Regions from separate parts of the Mus musculus genome. Here region 2 is linked to region 1. A link is a contact called in public HiChIP or PLAC-seq data. All regions are on one chromosome and are shown on one strand. Each heading gives the region's core, a stretch centred on a gene start, on an enhancer-like site or on the middle of the called end of the contact. The rest is flanking DNA. Distances are from core to core; before and after follow the strand shown.

What was found. HiChIP or PLAC-seq counts read pairs in DNA pulled down with a chosen protein or histone mark.
Region 2: an H3K4me3 HiChIP or PLAC-seq map of intestinal villus epithelium shows a contact between it and region 1, with 5 read pairs. The contact joins the enhancer-like site here to the promoter of Nsfl1c in region 1. A contact is called at or near these places in 2 of 39 promoter capture datasets (liver and pre-B cells), 1 of 484 Hi-C or Micro-C datasets (nephron progenitors), 2 of 115 datasets of contacts at active chromatin or transcription factors (bone marrow-derived macrophages and intestinal villus epithelium) and 3 of 9 other capture datasets (adipose tissue, liver and pancreatic islet).

Annotation. Positions count from the first base shown.
Region 1 is chr2:151,492,606-151,495,632 of GRCm38.p6, reverse strand. It overlaps Nsfl1c (NSFL1 (p97) cofactor (p47)), which reads right to left and starts at 1,451. Exons shown (of 10, transcript NM_198326.3): 1 at 1,221-1,451. The coding sequence starts at 1,325.
Region 2 is chr2:151,614,810-151,617,824 of GRCm38.p6, reverse strand. All of the region lies in intron 2 of Snph (syntaphilin), which reads left to right. Among named protein-coding and RNA genes, the nearest start is that of Snph, 16 kb to the left of the region's middle. Within about 2 kb of position 1,319, at least 34 of the 459 cell types and tissues checked have an H3K27ac peak or open chromatin away from gene starts, as enhancers often do. A contact at or near this core is called in intestinal villus epithelium and pancreatic islet, where this site is marked.

The DNA of each region.
Region 1 (3,027 bases), core at 202-2,701:
GGATGATCTACTGGGATAGAAGCTTTTCTCTTATGTATTTCCACTCAGCACAGAGGCTTCACAGCGCCTTTAAGAGCATCTTTCTGTTTGTTATGTTTTTGAAAGAGGGACTATTTACTCCTGGAACTATGTAGATCAGGCTGGTCTCGAACTCAGAGATCTTCTGCCTCCAGAGTGCTGAAAGAGTTAAAGGAATAAAGATCCCTAATGTTTGGGAAGCTAAATATTACAGTCAGTAGACATGGTTACATCAGAAAGCTCACACAGTGAGCACATTCGGTGTCCCTTTGAGGGTCCAATTCCTTATCCATAAGATAGGGTTAGTCTTTACCTGTTTAATTAGTAGTTAGCTCTTCAGCAAGTTATTTATCCTCCAAGTCTCAGCTGCAATGTGAGACATGTAAATGAGACATTCTGTAATGCTGAACAGTGCCTGGCTTGTTGTAGGTACTCAAGAAATATTAGTCATCGTCATCTACCTAAGATGTAGGCTGGCCAAGGACATTTATGCAATCAATTCTTTCTAACATTAATTACTGTGTTTCTGAGCAATAAGAGATGGGTGTTGCTCTAGGGATCAGAAGTGTGCAACATTTTATGCCTGGTGGAGCTTTGCCTTCTAAATTAATTCCTTAGTGACTATTTACTACATGCCAGTGAACAAGACAGTAAGTCCTAAGAAATTCCCATTTTACAGTTAACTACGAAATGTGCAGAGACCCCAAACGTGCGCCACAATCCCACAGGTAGTTTCTCCCTGCAATTAGGCAAGAGTGGGGCGTGGGCTGATGCCTTGCAGGGTTTCCCCCACCAGCACAGCATCCTTGCAGAAGCGGAATCGGAAGGCCACCGCGACCTCGGTGGGGCTCCATCTGGAAGCAGGGCACTCGATTCCACCCGGCCACCCGCAGGCACTCGCCGTGGCAGCCACGCCCCCAGGCGACGACTCCACGCGGACTGCGGCAGCGCCCAAAGTCTCGCCAACACTGCGAGCCCGCAGGAAAACAGAGGCCCTGCAAAGCAGGGCCCGCCCGCCTCCATGAACTTCCAAGCCAGGCCGGTGACGCGTGGCAAGCGACCCCAGGCACCATGAGGCCTGGGCCAGGCAGGGCCCAGCCCCGCAGGGATGACTGTGCGCTTCGGCCGCGTAGGGATCGCAGAGCCGACGCCGCACTCCGTATTCCCCAGCCCGTCCGAAGCGGCCCGCCTCGCGGCGCTACCTGCAGGTCCCAGCCAGCCGACTCCAGGAAGAAACGGGCCCTGTCCTCCTCAGTGCCAGTCACCGCCACGAACTCCCTCAACGCGTCCTGCCGCTCCTCCGCCATCTTCGCCCCGTGCACTTCCCAAACCGCTCCGGCGGACACTGCAACAGCCCGAACCCCAGGTCTGCGTTCCGCCCGCCGTTCTACCGCGTCCAGCCGCTGGGCGCCTGCTCGTAGGCTCCGCCCAATGCGGTGCCACAGGAAAAGCCCTCCGTGTGGGAAACCTAGCCGCCTCGCGCCCTCTGGTGGCCCCTATGTGAGCCTCACCTTAATGGCTGAAGTAGAAGGTCGATGGAAGTGAGTAGGGAGGGGCTGGTTTTCCCACAGGATGAAGTAGTCCCGAAATCAGATCCTGGAAATTACTCATGGTCTCATCCCTTTATTTCGTTAATTATTTATTTGCACATTAATTTCCTTCTTGAAGCATTACGCTGTCTATGGCTTGATGCTCTTCCAAGGGCTGTGGAAATAACAGAGATAAAACAAAGTATCCTGTCTTCTTGTTGCTTATGTCCTTTGACCCTAACAGTTCTAACCGATGCTCACATCCCCATGGTTTCCTATCTTAAACTAGTATAAGTCTCAGCCTGCCACTTTCCACAGCATCTAGCAAATCACCATTGCATTGCCACTGGCAGGCTGGCCCAGGACAAGGAGACTCAGAGCAGAGGTAAGATGGACATGTGTCACCTACAGAGAAAGTTTAGAGCTCTCTCTCCAACAGTGCTGCCCCTCAAGTGAAAGTGGGGACAAGTGAAGCTGGGAGCCTCCTAAGTCCATCTATTTATCCCTCATTTTCAAGGTTAAACTGTTACCATCCTACAATCTGCTAAGTTGGTGACCAGCAATTATTCTACCAGAACTTATTGAGTGTTCAGTGAGGTTCCTGTCAGCTGATTATATGCTTTGTTTTTCTCCTCTTCTTCCTATGCCTGACTCAGAGCCACATTCACTGTGCATGAAGCCACTACTAATGAATGTGTGAATGAATGAATAAGTGAATGGATGAAATAACACATGGATCAGACAATGAGGATCTCACAGGGAGTGGTCTATGCAAGAGCCCCTTTCAGTCTTTTTGTTCCACAGAGTCATACTATGAGAATGAAGAGCAGGAAGTAGCTCTGCCAGGGGCATCTCCAACTTCTAAGCCAGCCTCGGGCATGGCTGCAAACGCGACAGCACTGGATTGGTGTGAATACCGTCCTTTGGTATAACTGCAGATCAGTCCCACTGTAACCAACTGAAAAGGCCCACAGAGGCCATTTGGAACCTAACACATTGCAGAGAAGCAGTAAGGAGAACCCTATCTGCTTTTGATGCTGGTCCGATTCATAGTCAGCCCTCTGCCCAGCCTGACAGCTATCAAGAAGACTATAGGAATAATTGTGGGTGCAGGGCATTAGGGTTCCCTTAGCCTGCTGAAGGTGCTGTGTTCACATTATTATCTATTTCATCATAAAATAAACCTCTGCTAGGTAGAGGTTAGTATTCCCATTTTACAGGTAAAGACAGAAACCAGAGGTTCAGTAGGACCACACCTAATGAAAAGTACAACCTGGGCCTTGCCGTCCCAGCTTCTCAGGTGCCTGAGACTGAAAGAGTGACCTTGCAGAGCATATTTAAAGTCAGTCTGGGAAACAAAACTAAACCTGGTGAGAAAGTGAATCCATGCTAAAAGGCAGAGGATGCAGCCCAGTGCCAGAGGCCTTGCCTGTCATGGGAGAGGCTATAGTTTCAATCCCAGTTTTAAACAAATGTCCTA
Region 2 (3,015 bases), core at 70-2,569, 120 kb before region 1:
CTGTACACTGCTTAGCTTCCTCTAGCCATTGTTTCCTAAATCTTGATTCTGAAGTCAGCCCTATTTGCAGGTACCTGGGAAGACTCCCTGCCTTTGAAGGCATGGATGGAGTCCCTTCTTGCTCAGCCTTTGCAGATGAGCAGCTGGCCAGACCCTCAAGCCCAGAATGTTGCTGCCCATAGTTAACAGGCTGGAGCTGCTACTGTGACTTGCACTCAGACTTGGGGCTGTTTGTGTAGATGCTTGGAGCTGGGGATGTTGCCTTCCCTGAACGAAATTAGGGTTGTACTAATACCAGAGAAGGAGGTGTGAATCCTAGGAGGAAGTGATTGGTGTTTGCGGCCTCCCAGAGGCTAGGCATTGTCGTGGCTCTGCCCCTGCCCCAACCCTGTCCCTCATGGGCCATCTCTTCTGGCCCTGAAGGATTGACCCCCTGAATTCTTCTTGAAGCCACTTCTGATTCTGGCCCCTCCCCTTTCTTCTCATTTTAGCTCTACGGCCCTCTTAACCTGTCTCTTACCTGCTCCACTAGAGCCTTTCATCACCTCTAGTGCAAGGGCACCTACTGTGATTTAAACCTGACCTTCAGCATTAAACCCGACTTGACGTTGAACCTGCTAGTATTCCTATACACCCATATACCTCCTGGCCCAGCCTTGCCCTCTACGACCCCTCTGTCCTTACTGCAGGTGGCTGCACAGTACCCAGCCACCAGAGCATTCTGGAACATTAACTGCTGACCCCACACTTAGGAGAGTGGCTTCACAGGAGGCCCCAATGCATTCTTTAGAACCCTACTCAAGGGCTCCCTTCCAGTGCCTGCAGAAACACTCTTCCCTCTGGCCACATGGGTGTGAAGACACTGGCCACAAGGGAAAACAGACAGCAAAATTATATTGCATGGCTCTTTTGTCTGGGATTAACTTTGCCCTTTAAGCCTTTGGTCAGGAACAGTGGCTTTACCACCCAGGAAATCCAGCCATTGTGCAGATGTTATGGGTGGGAGGAGTCAGCTGGCAACCTGATCCTCCAAGAAAGCAGTTTGTCTGGCAGAACATCCAGGCTCCTTGATCCTGGCATCCACCCAGGGATCCATCATGAGGAAATAACACTAAATGCAGAACAGTAGCTACAGACAAAGATAGCACTGGCTTTGGTAATGAAAAAGTACTAGTATTTAGCCGAAGGGGAAAGTAAACCATCATGGATCAGGGATGGAAGATTATGCAAGCCATAAAGCATTGTGCATATTTGTGAGTGTCTGTGTTAACGTGGGTGTGGGTGCATGGTGCATGATCGTGTGTGAGTATAGGCACAGCCATGCCCCAGCACTTGTGTGGAGGACAGCCCTGTGTGTCAGCCCCCCTCACCTTCATGTGTAACTGCTTGTGCCAGGCTGATTGGCCTTCTAGCTTCCAGGGATTTTCCTGTCTCTACCTCCCTTCTCACTAAGAGCATGGGGACTGCGGATTCACATTGCTGTGTGCAGCTCTCTTCTTCTCTTCTCACTAAGAGCACGGGGACGGAAGATTCACACTGCTGTGTGCAGCTCTCTTCTTCCCTTCTCACTAAGAGCACGGGGACGGGAGATTCACACTGCTGTGTGCAGCTCTCTTCTTCCCTTCTCACTAAGAACACGGGGACGGGAGATTCACACTGCTGTGTGCAGCTCTCTTCTTCCCTTCTCACTAAGAGCACGGGGACGGGAGATTCACACTGCTGTGTGCAGCTCTCTTCTTCCCTTCTCACTAAGAGCACGGGGACGGGAGATTCACACTGCTGTGTGCAGCTCTTACACGGATTCTGGAGATCCCGACAGCTCTTCACACTTGCACAGCACGTACTTTAGCCGATGAGTCATTTCTCCAGCCCCCAGAAAACACATTTTATAAAAGACTGCACCATATGGACAATTCCTAAACCATGATAAAAATTTAAAAGATATGAAGATACACACACACCCCACACACACTATGGTTAGAACCATGCAAAACCAATAACAAAAATTACTGTGTGCTAGCCAAGGGGTAGTGTGTACTTGCCTTTAATCCCAGTACTTGTGAGGCAGAATTCTGTGTATCTCTGAGTCTGAGGCCAGCATGGTCTACATAGTGAATTCCAGGACAGCCAGGGCTGTACAGAGAAACCCTGTCTCGAAAAAAAACCAAAAAAATAAATAAATTAGTTAATTAAAAATTAAAAAAAAAAAACTGACCCAGTCCAAGGAAAGGAAGCCTGTTGTACCATGGGACCTTCCTGGTATGTTACCCAGGGCTTTGGTCTGTAAATGTGTCCTCTAAGCAACGGCGTGGCTCCTGGCGGGCATCATCACTAAACACATTGAGCTTCACTTGGCAGGGAGGGGCAGCTGAGGTTCCTATCCAGTCCTTTGCTGAGAGGCACATTCCTAGCTCAGTCTTAACCCAGGACAGTTCACTTTCTCTTCCCACCAAACCAGAGTCCCTGTGACAGGCTCTTGTGTGCTCTTAGGAAAGGCAGGTTAGAGGGATATACCAGAGCCCAGCGCCAACAGAACCAGTGAAGGGCGGACTGTTTTACAGAGTGGAGATCGTGTGCACCAGCTGCAGGGAAGAAGAGAGGTTTTGCCTGCTGCAGTTAGAGGTGCATTCTGTTTCCTCTGCAGCCCCAGTGGCCTTGTCCAACAGGCTTTCCCTTTTAGCCCCAGCCAGCATTTTCACCAACATCTGGCAATAGCCAAAAGAACACTATCGGGCTGGCTTAGGCCACTGTGCACCACAGCCCTCTGCCACAAGTGTAGGCTTCGAATCCTAGCTTTACCACTGATGGCCTTGGGACTTGGACAAGTGCCACCCTATACCCCAAGCCTAGATCTTCTGCCTATACAATATCTCTAGAAGAGAACAGAAACTCTTACTCTGCCTAAGAAAACAACCAGACCAAGCAGGAGAACTCTTGTCATAGTCCTGGGAGGAGCCACTTCACAGCCTCAGCTTCCATTGCCATTCTAGAATATGATGTGCACAGAGACGTAAG